Linked DNA regions of Xenopus laevis: region 1 is linked to region 2. A link is a contact called in public Hi-C data. All regions are on one chromosome and are shown on one strand. Each heading gives the region's core, a stretch centred on a gene start, on an enhancer-like site or on the middle of the called end of the contact. The rest is flanking DNA. Distances are from core to core; before and after follow the strand shown.

Region 1 (5,903 bases), core at 2,007-4,506, 150 kb after region 2:
CTTTTCCCCAATCTAGGTGTGTCAGACATCTAGAAATACAAGGGCAATAATAAGGTACAATTCAGTATATGAATCTTTAAATATGACCTGGCTGGATTAGGCTACTAACAAGTACCTTATGCAGCCTTATCTGAGCCTGCAGCCTGGCAGCCCTGAGTGCAGGAACAACAGGAAATGGCAGCCTGTATCCAGGCCCTTAATTTCCCCCCAAAAAAACAATAAAGGGCTCCTTTACTCACCAACCGTTTTTTTTTTTTTGCAGGATCCAAATTACTACCGGCGCTGCTCCTGGTGACATCATCAATGCGCGTGTACTTACGAAGCGCAATGCACTGTGAGGAAGCTGTGGTACTGGCAAGTCGAGAGGAAATGCTCGCTAGACAACTCTATCCCCAGGGGTTACAGGGACTGCACTACTATGCCAGATATGCTTAAGTACGAGTCCAATCCCCCTGAGAGACCCACCCTCAGGTGGTCTCTCATATGGCCTTTTTTCTGTCCTACCAGGGATTGGATCAGAGCTTTCCCAAGTGTCTGTGCCACCTTTCGAAAAGTGCAGTACTGCCGGGCCCGGTACACTTGTACCCAATGTGCCCCCCTGATGGCGGCCCTGAATGTATGCATTGTTGGGGTGGGTCAGGCAGGTGTTTGAGGCCCAATGCATTCAATGCCATGACTACCTGCAAAAATCCCAATTTACTATGAGGCATAATCAGGACTTTGTCTAATCATACTGCACATTCTCTTATCCAGGGCAATTCATTAAGTAATAGCTAATTAATAGAGGGTAGAAATAAAGTGTTTCAGGATGCAGAGAATGCATTACAGTGCTGCAGTGAGTTGCTGGTAATTTGTTTTGATCTTTCAGATAAACCCCACATAGTTAACAGCTCTCCTAAATTAGAAAGCATGATACTTCTAAAGTGGTATGGGGAAAGTCCCATAAGGATGCTGCCATGGAGATGAGTGGAAAATTCCTATCATATTTACTGTAATTATACCGTAATTTTCTTAGCCCCCTCCATGGCAGCACAGCATTCCCTCCCTCCTGGTTAGGGATGTCGCGGACTGTTCGCCCGCGAACTAATTAGCGCGAACATCGACCGTTCGCGTCCGCCGAATGTTCGCGAACGTCGCGCGACGTTCGCCAATTTGGGTTCGCCTTAGCTGGCGCTTATTTTTGCCCTCTCACCCCAGAGCAGCAGATACATGGCAGCCAATCAGGAAGCTCTCCCTCCTGGACCACCCCCACAACCCCTGGACCACTCCCCTTCCATATATAAACTGAAGCCCTGCAACGTTTTTTCATTCTGCCTGTGTGTGCTTGGAAGAGCTAGTGTAGGGAGAGAGCTGTTAGTGATTTGAGGGACAGTTGATAGTAACTTTGCTGGCTAGTAATCTACTTGATACTGCTCTGTATTGTAGGGACAGAACTCTGCAGGGATTTGAGGGACAGTGAGTTTAGGTTAGTTAGCTTTGCTGACTAGTAATCTACCTTCTCCTGCAGTGCTCTGTATGTAGCTGCTGTGGGCAGCTGTCCTGCTGCTGATCTCTCATCTGCTGACTGCTGTCTGTAACCCAATAGTCCTTGTAAGGACTGCTTTTATTTTCTTTTTTGTTTTTTTACTTTGCTACTATAAGAGCCCAGTGCTATTAGTCTAGCTGTGTTGGGGAGTGGGACTGGTGTGCTGCTCCTCCTAGTAGTTCACCACTACCAGCACCAACCAGAGTCAAAATTGTTACAAAGTATCTTATTTGCACCTGTTAGCTGTTCTGAGCTCTCTGCCAAAAGCTAATTAAGTTAGAAACTGTTTTTTTTCTGGCTGTTCAGTTCAGAGAAAAGAGGGACTTTCCAGTACAAAAGAGGGACAGGGGGTTGAGTGGTCAAAAGAGGGACAGTTGGGAGGTATGCAAGTGCCACCTAGCTGTGTGAGCTTTTTCACATTCTGTCTAAATAACAATAATAATTCTGTGTCCGTAAACATCACCTGAGTGATGTTTTTACAGCAGCAATAATATATTCCGTACCCACTACTGTATACGTTGCCCTTGCAGGCATTGTTTGCCCAGTCTTTAACCAAGTGCCACCTAGCTGTGTGAGCTTTTTCACATTCCGTGTCCAGAAACATCACCTGAGTGACGTAGTGTGATTTCTGCCCTTTACAGCACAAAACGCATCGCTGTGTCAACAATGTATTTTTCAGATACATTTTTGCCCTTGATCCCCCTCTGGCATGCCACTGTCCAGGTCGTTGCACCCTTTAAACAACTTTAAAATCATTTTTCTGGCCAGAAATGTCTTTTCTAGCTTTTAAAATTCGCCTTCCCATTGAAGTCTATGGGGTTCGCGACGTTCGCGACGTTCGCGAACCGTTCGCATTTTTGACGCAAGTTCGCGAATATGTTCGCGAACATTTTTTCCGCCGTTCGCTACATCCCTACTCCTGGTTAATTGACCATCTACATTGCTGGATACAAGACTAAAATTAGGGCATGGGATGTCTTAAATTAACTGGTGGTGTGAGAGATCCTTCCAGGGAATATGCCCATAAGTGTACTGCCATGGAGGATAGATGGGAAAAGAAAATGATAGTAAGTATGATATGAATTTTTAAAGTCATTGCAAGCATATTTCAACATTACTCTCTTGCCTCAGCACACAGGCTACTAAGCAACTAATTGTACTTCAGCTGAGAGGTTCCTGAAATGTAACCCTCTAAGCACTGTAGTACAGCAGAGAATATGAGAGCAGTCTGGGCAACATGTGCCATCATCATACAACTCTGCAGCTGGGCAGTATCTTAGGAAAGAATAGAATTTAATCTTCCTTGACACCAGTTGGTTCCAGATTTAAACTGAAAAAAAATGTTCCCTTGAACTGATCACATAAAAATTGAAAAATGTGATTATAAGGTCATCCCGGTAAAGTCATGTGCAATGTGACTTGTACATACAGTACCTTCCAACATTCCACTTTACATAGGAACACTAATAAAAAAAACATTTATAGCGGTCAGGATCAGGTATTCTGACTTATCATTAGGACAGTTAATGATTATATAGTACTGAACCTCTAACCACAGAACAGGCAGACAGTAAAAAGGTCCTGTTCAGCATGCTATGCCACATTTATAAACTATAGCTAACTAACTATGCCTGTAATCTGACAGCAGGTTAACATGCAGGTTTTACTGAGACTGGACAGGACAACAAATTGAAAATTGCTTACATTTTAGTAGCACAGTCAAAGTTCAATGTGAATTTCCCCTTTAAAAAGGGTTGGGCATTGTGAAATCTACGAGCAAAGGTGAATGCTAGAAAGTGAAATTGAAAGCAACAAACCTGTTTTAGCTGTGAAAAGAAGGGCAGAAATGCATATTCTTTAAAGAATACATAGACTGAAAATTGCCATAAGGCTCATATTATGAATCATTTTTTCATGACCTTGAACCTTCAGGATTGCCAGAATGATCATCTGAAGCACTGCAAGGTAAGAACACTCTCTGATCACATAACAAAGGTGTGAATGGGATTGTGCTGCACCCTCTTTCCATCGGTTTGTTGTTCTATTCAGGTTCCTTTATGATAATGAGGGAGCGATAGGGTGAGCAGCTTAATTTATTTATAAAAAAAGAATTGATTTTTGAAAATTGTACTTATTTGATTAAAATGAGAGATGGCCTTCCCGTAATTCAGAACTTTCTAGGTAGGTTTCTGGATAATGGATCCAATACTTGTAATTGATAAAACGCACAGATCTGCTTGGTGCTGGATCCTGTACATGCTACATGATAAAACGATAGCAGTTTGGGAGTGACAGATATATGAGCTGCAGCCATGTTTGATAAAAAGCAAAGGGAGTTTCCAGACTGTTCCCTGCTTATTTATTTGTTACTGAATTCCTTTTTGGCGTAGGAAGTTATTTACTTGAGTTTGTAAAGGGAATTTTAATTTGTTTAGAACTATTCAACCGAAATAGTAAAAATTGAAACAAAATGCCAATAACAGCACCACTATAAATCAGTATAAAATATCAGGAACAATAGTAGTTAGTGGAGAAAAAATATACTCACAGTTCACCCTAGTCCATGGGTGGTGCATTACATGTAACAACAGGCAAACAATGTGAGTTATTCTCCAAAAGTAAAGACCAAGATATAATTAAAAATTCAAGTAATTTAGGCTACGAGTAAGTGCCCCCAGTAGGCACGAAATGTGTCAGACCTTCATCTGTATTTCCTAATAAATGACTTGAATTTTTAATTGTATCTTGGTCTTTACTTTGGAGAATAATTCACAATTTTTTGGCTGTTAGAACTATTCAACCCCCTTAGCATAAATATAATCCAACCCAATGTCAGGATGGTCATAACGATCTGTCATAACTGATGTTTTACACAGCGTGACAAATAGACCTGCATAGTGTATAGTGGGCCATGAAGACAGCCAAATGATTGGACCAGCAAGCTGCAGCTCTTCTTCACTTGCACATAGTTAAGATCTGCAGGCCACTATACATTCACCAAAAATTACACAAAACTTTATTTTGTACGATTTTATTGGTGTGTGTATCACTAGACAGCACACTATGGTAGTTCTATTCAATAATGTCCCAGCAGTATTAAGTAGGCATATTGCTACCTCTGTACCCAATTATGATACAATAAACCCAATAAAACATGCTTTATTTCCATCATAGCAAGTTGTATTTGGGTGGCATTTCAGAGATCTCTGAATCTGCTTCATTCTTGTTTTTTGCTGCTTTTTACAGGGAACTCTTATATGTCAGAAATAGTTAATCAAAGCAAGAGACAAGCAATGGAGATACACAATCTTCCTACATCAAAAGGAGGATCTCCTGATCAGTCAGATGATGGCAGCCTCCAACAAAGTGATCAATGGGAAACGCCAAACAATAAAGGCATCCAGAAAAAATCCAGCTTTTTGGAAACAGTTGGAAGTATGAGAAAAAGTATAAGGAGGTCAAGGGGACAATCTGCAAGAGATGATAGCTCGCCAGAAAAGAAAGAGACTGCCAATGGTTCTAAAAGTATAAGCTTTAAAAAGAAAATTAATTTCCGAAAAACAAAGAAAAGTGACAATGAAAATGAAATCCCAGAAGAAAGTACAGAAAATGTCATCACAAGAAGAGAAATTCTTTCAGGTAAGAGTTTTTTTTTCCTAATTCCAGTAGTCCGTATATACCCTTGCGTCTTGGCCATTGTAGGCCAAGCCAATATGGACTTAGAAGACAATCTATGCTTAGAATTTCTTTTCCTAAAAACATTTAATGGGACTGCTTTGCACGAAGGTCTGGAGATCTCTGTCTGCCCCGTGCTTGCTCTGACGAGAAGTCATGTTTGGCATTCTTTCACACTGTAGTTCCAAGAGGGCTTTTTTTTAAGGGGGTCACAACATAAAATATCTGAAACACTGTAAGGGTTAAAAATTTTAGCAAGGCTTTGCTTTCCTTATAAGGAGTCCTATCCCTTCACAGTTTAACCTTTGACCTAGACATGTTCCTTACAACAACACCCAATAAAAAAACAGTATAACATATAAATATGTATTGGTCTCTTTAAGTGACAACAGGTGAATTGCATTTACAGTCACCTGCTGGTCATGTGCTTGTCAATATTTCCTGTAAATAATTAGCTCTGCTTCTCCTTGTATCTGTTATATATAAACTAACTACTGACACAGGAAGCACAAGTAGCATGTAAAAATCTATATTCAGAAAGAATTTGCTGAAGATATTGCCTGAACTAGAATTGTTTAGTATAGTACAACTCTACTGCACAACCCATACACAAAACAACTTTACATACATTTAGAGATGTTCCCTCTAAGTCCAGTATCTATGAATTAAATATTTATTTGCAACAGTACTGTTGTTTTGTCTG
Region 2 (6,067 bases), core at 3,030-5,529:
AATAAGCACCTGCTTTGAGGACCCTGAGGGCAACATCCAAGATCAACGTGTTGCTCAAAAGCTACTGGTTGGGGATCACTGATCTAGAGCAATAGAGTGTTACAGAAACATTTACAGTATGAACATAAACAACAAAAGTAAAAATACGGGCAAATTTATTGTTACCGTTACCTGGTACTTGCACCTCCTTGTTACATCCCCTGAAGGGCCATGACTTACTGAACAATTCCAGCCCAGTCGTTTCTGTTTGCCACTCTGGTAGTTGAAGTTTTACTTCATACTATTCATTCATCTTATCCTGCCCAGTGTACATTCAATCAACCTTATATTAGAGCATACTTTCTATGAGCACTAGCAACCTCAGTCTGTAGACAGGGCCAGAAATGTTCCTCTTTCCATCTTTTCAGGAGTTGATGCTGTCATTGTCTACATTTTTGAGCCATATTTCACTCACGACAGTAATATGAGCTGAGTATTGTTTTGTTTCTACATATTTCTTCTACACTGCTTATTAGTATGTCCACTTTTCTGTTTATTCATCCACCTTCCTCTTATCTTCTTTTTCAAAAACAGGCCTAAACCTTTATATGCTTGTGTATACACAGAACTTTATCTACTAAATATAACCTTTAATTGTATTACATTTTATTCTATACTGCCAGTGTCTTACTGTGGTGTCTGGTCTACACCTTACCCCCCACCCCCACGTGCGCCATTTTCCTCTTACTTGCGGCCACAATTGGGGGTGGGGAGGAATGTCTGACTCAGATTGGGGAGAGGGACTAAATTGGAGGGGCCAGCCATTTTTTTCTGGTTTCCGACTGGGCCAGTTACACTCTGTATACTACCTTTCTGAAAGTTTATTTCTGTTGTTTATTTACCAGAAACAATTGTCCCTTTCCACTTGATATTCCTAGGCTATTTCTTCATACCTTTTATACTTTAGAGGTAAGGTCACACTAGGCGATTTGGGACGATTTAGTCGCCTGGCAACTAATCGCCTCGTCTTTGCGGCGACCAGTCTCCCCAAATTCCTTACCTTTGTCTTGCGCAGGCAAAAATGAAAAATCGCCTGCGGCATGGCACACGCGTCGCTTGGTATTCCGAAGTCGCCCCGAAGTTTCCTCGCGAGGCAACTTCGGGCGACTTCGGAATACGAAGCTATAAAAAAAAGCATATATTGTATAATTCTTCTTTCTATTCATTTCATCTCTTTCGGTATTGCTGTTGCCCCCCCTTTTTTCAGTTCCTTGTTTAGGTTTTGTGGGATACCAGTCCTTTATAGAGTTCTTACATTCTTTGTTGCTGAATACATATCCATGTTGCTGTCCACCATAGGTACATTTTCTTTAACCATTCCCTGTTTTTGTGTATTTTATATCTCACTTTACAAGATTAGCCTGGGAATGAAACAGATTTTTGTAAGCAATATAATTTTATTCCAGGCATTTACAGTGCACACAAGTATTGCCATAATTTTGTAGAAAGTGGATTAAAATAGGCCATAGGCAATGGGACATATCATGTTAGGTAATGTCAGGTAAATAAGAACAGAGTTACACTTAGGCCTAATACTTGCATAATTATACGAACAGAAGGAATACTGGAAGTGTGGAGTCTTCCCCAGAGGGAGAAGAAATATGCCAAGGGCATTTCCCCCATCTGTTGAGCTAATGGCTGTGAAGTCAAAGATTGCTTGCATGCTTTGGGATTTCCAATAATTAATGGATGGGAGAGGGGCTGATGGATGTATAGAATCAAACTAATACATTATGGAAACTTTAAGATCAGATAATGTTTTTACATGAATAAAATTCATTACAATTGTAATTTATATTAATGTTTTAAACAAAACAAAGTGAGAAACATCTGAGCACTTTGCAGCAATGGGAATTATGAGAGCAGTTTCACTCATTTTCTGCACATGCAAAATAATCTTGGTGGTGATACAACCTTGTCACTATGCACACAAACAAATATCTTCCTTGTAATTAATTCTGTCAACTCTTAATTCCAGGTAAGTCAACTACATAATTGAATGCAAACTTAGTCAGTATAATCATGTTTAATGAGTCTGCAAATGTGTATTCTGGATGGTTGCGTTATACTAGAGTATAAAACGAAATGCTTTTAGAGATACAGACTGACATAGAAGGTTTCCCTTCATTTTAGGGTTTTAAATCACGTGTAAAAACATAACTCCTGATTAACCAAATCAAATTTGCTGTGTCATAAAATGTAAATCCCTATTATTAAATCTGAATTATAGGTGCAATTATGGCATAATTGACATCATAAATTAGGCTTGAGAAAGGGCCCTGTGAGGCCCAAAACATTGCCCTTTTTTTTGTCTACATGCACATGAGCTAATAAAACTACAACGTTGAAAGTGAACTACAACTAACAGTGTGCTGCAGTCATTGGACTTTGTATCGAATTTTCTTGACCCGTGGCAGGTTGGGTTAATTACTGCTGAGCACCTGGTCCTCAAGGATTTTGCACTAGGTTGAGCACTCTAATATTGTGTGATGTTACTGTGCAATAGCTGAATTTTCAGTGATATGGGTTGATAAATGACAAAGGCAAACAAACTACAAGAGTTGTGGTACGATTACCATTTTTATTGCAAATGACTACCAGCCAAACACGTTCCTCTATGTTTGCATGTATTAAAATGGTAGTTCCACTTTAAATGAACTTTTAGCATGATGTAGACTGCTATTCTGAGAATCTGCATTTGGTTTTATTTTTTATGTATTTTAATTATTAAACAGTTCAGCAGCACTTGTTCAGCTTCCTGTTTCTTGGATTCAATTTACCCTAACAACCACAAAGTGGCTTGAATGAAAGAGAACATGAACAGAAGGATGAATAATACAAAGTACAATGACAGTTGAACCCCCACAGTTCAGTGGTCTTTTGGCTGCCAGTCATACGGAAAGAAGCAGAAGAGGAAGGCAAGTTAACTTTAAGGTGAACTTCCCCTTAAAGTTAAAAATGTGAGTCCTTATGTTACTTTAGATTATAAGTACAAGCTAGGGCATTTTAATATGATGTTCATAGGACACTATGAGTTATAGTTTCTACAAATTTGGTTAACAAAGATGTCCTTTGAGATAATATGCTGTAGACAGTGAAATTCTGAGCCAATTTGCAATTTGTTTTCATTTGTTATAATCTGTAGTTTCTGAGTTATTTAGCAACTCTCAATTTCAGCAATCTGGTTGCTTTGGTCCGAATTACCCTAGCAACATGCATTGATTTGAATAAGAGACTGGAACATGAATAGATGAGGACCTGAACAGAAAGATGAGTAACCAAAGGTAGCAATATCAATACATTTGTAGCTTTACAGATAATAAATTGTTTAGATGGGGTCAGTGACCCCATTTGAAAGCTGGAAACAGTCAGAAGAAGTAGAATGCTAATAATAATAAAAATAAAGACCAAAACAACAGTTTCTTAGAACTGGCAATTCTACAACATACTAACAGTTAACTTAAAGGTGTTTATATTTGTTGTGCATCCACAAAAACCAAAGCAAAATAATAGAATTCAGATCCAAGAGGGGAAAAATAAACAAAAAAATACAGTATTGTGACCAGTGATCTACTGATAAACCAGCCAGGAAATCCTTCCTATTAGCTACAGCATAAGGAGAGTTCTAGGAAAAGGATGTTAGAGAATAAGTCCATGCGTTATTGGCGTTACTAGTGTGCTGTTAAGCTTTTGGCTCTATGTCCACTTACTGTATGAGTGCTGGCCAGATAGTCAGGGTCAGGCAGTCTGCAGCAGAAAAGCTGGCTTATTGCAGGCATTCCTGGCCAATGACTTTCAATTACGAATACAGAAAGACTATTGGTATTTAAATATAGGTGAGTCAATAGAAAATAGCATTCCTCTTACTGACTCATCTGCTCCAGCTCCTACATTTGCATTCTTTTTGGATTGATTTGTAAACAAGACAATTATCGTAAATGGTTACTCATCATATTCAAAGGTTTGTTCAGTCATTTCTCATTCATGCACATCTTGTCCTGAAATGCAGGTTGTAGGTCTTAGCTTCATTACAGGGAGACCAATTCATGCCACTGCATTAACTGATATTCTCAGTATGTGTCATGATAGGTCCCTCTGTGATGTAGAATTGGGTGTCATAATACTACAGTGATTTTGAAATAGTCTGCTAGGTCTAAAACAAATGTAACTCACAAATGTAACCCTAAAACAGACATTTAGAATCACATGCTGGAATCAGGGCAGTTCTCTGCTGAGATGTAGCTAGGGGGATTCCTTGTGTACTTGGGGCATTCATTTTTACCAAGGGTGTAAATAAGAGGGTACTAGAGTTGGTACAACTGAACCCGGAACCTTAAAAGGTAGGTGGGCAAAAAGGAACAGATCTGGACAGAGGAAGTTAAAGTGGAAAGCTTACTTTTACTGTATATAGCATCATTATTAATGTGTCCATTACATGGGAGTTTATTTAACCATCTAGCTAGCAAAGCACACTGGATTGCAAATACACTTTACCTCCTGCATACACTGATAGGAGTCATAAGATAACTAGATTTTACATTTAATGGTCCCTGCAGATTTTTGTTCTTCAGGATGACTTGTACTAGGGTTCCATGAACCTCTGGTTGGTCATTTTGGTTGAATATGACTGAACTGGCTTATATTACTATCTCTGTGTTACTGTGCAACTGTACTACTGCTTTGACTGCTGTGTGTATACAGGCCCGGATTTGTGAAAAGGCCACAAAGGCCAGGGCCTAGGGCAGCAAGATGTTAGGGACAGTAAGCAGACTGTCCCTAACATGAATATAAAGTATGTAACGTATATAAAGTCGATAGATTTTGGGGGTTTTGTAGATAACAAGTTGTCTTATTCTGGGCAGTGTCATTCTGTGGCTACTAAAGCAAATAAAGTTCTGTCTAACATAAAAAAGGGCATTAACTCAAGGGATGAAAACATAATTATGCCTCTTTATAGGTCCCTGGTGAGGCCTCATCTGGAGTATGCAGTGCAGTTTTGGACTCCAATCCTTAAGAGGGATATAAATGAGCTGGAGAGTGCAGAGATGTGCAACTAAATTGGTTAGACCGTTAGAGGGATGGAAGACTTAAATTATGAGGGTTGACTGTCAAGGTTGGGGTTGTTTTCTCTGCAAAAAAGGTGCTTGTGAGGGGACATGATTACACTTTACAAGTACATTAGAGGACATTATAGACAAATGGCAGGGGACCTTTTTACCCATAAAGTGGATCACCATACCAGAGGCCACCCCTTTAGACTAGAAGAAAAGAACTTTCATTTGAAGCAACGTAGGTGGTTCTTCACAGTCAGGACAGTGAGGTTGTGGAATGCACTGCTGGGTGATGTTGTGATGGCTGATTCAGTTAATGCCTTTAAGAATGGCTTGGATGATTTTTTGGACAGACATAATATCAAAGGCTATTGTGATACTAAATTCTATAGTTAGTATAGATATGAGTATATAGAATTTATGTGAAAGTAGGGAGGGGTGCGTGTATGAATGCTGGGTTTTCATTTGGAGGGGTTGAACTCGATGGACTTTGTCTTTTTTCAACCCGATTTAACTATGTAACAGTAAGGAAAACCCAGGCCACCCACAGTCCCCTTAAATCGTATAAAAACGTATCATCTAACAGCCAGAGAATAGTATATAATAATTACATTGCCTAAATGCACAGCCGCTCTTGTAAAAAATCACAAACTCCTTATCAGATCTGACAGACAGAATAATAGCGTATTGAATTCATCCAGCTGCACACAGTGCCATGACAACAGTGTGTGTAGACATGTGGTGATGTCACTACGAGCAGTGGATTGAACTTATAAATGAAGCATTGACAACTTTTAAGCAGAATATTGTTATTTTTTCCATCAACATGTATTAGGACTGTTCAGTTTTATAACTGGTAACATGTTTCCAAATCCCTTAGAGAAATTGGTGCCCCGGCCATTGTCCTTTAGTATACATATTTCTATATATTTATATATGCCATTAGTTACTCTTTCCATTTCCTATTACAATTTCAT

What was found. Hi-C and Micro-C count contacts between places; a contact is called where the count stands out from the background.
Region 1: a Hi-C map of the XTC cell line shows a contact between it and region 2, with 5 times the contacts expected there. The contact joins the promoter of LOC108698789 here to the enhancer-like site in region 2. A contact is called at or near these places in 2 of 4 Hi-C or Micro-C datasets (the XL177 cell line and the XTC cell line).

The regions. Positions count from the first base shown.
Region 1 is chr8L:89,256,241-89,262,143 of Xenopus_laevis_v10.1, forward strand. It overlaps LOC108698789 (exocyst complex component 3-like protein 4), which reads left to right and starts at 3,257. Exons shown (of 11, transcript XM_041573081.1): 1 at 3,257-3,490; 2 at 4,772-5,164. The coding sequence starts at 4,783.
Region 2 is chr8L:89,105,287-89,111,353 of Xenopus_laevis_v10.1, forward strand. No RefSeq gene overlaps it. Among protein-coding and RNA genes, the nearest start is that of cdc42bpb.L, 4.9 kb to the left of the region's middle. Within about 2 kb of position 4,280, at least 1 of the 7 cell types and tissues checked has an H3K27ac peak or open chromatin away from gene starts, as enhancers often do.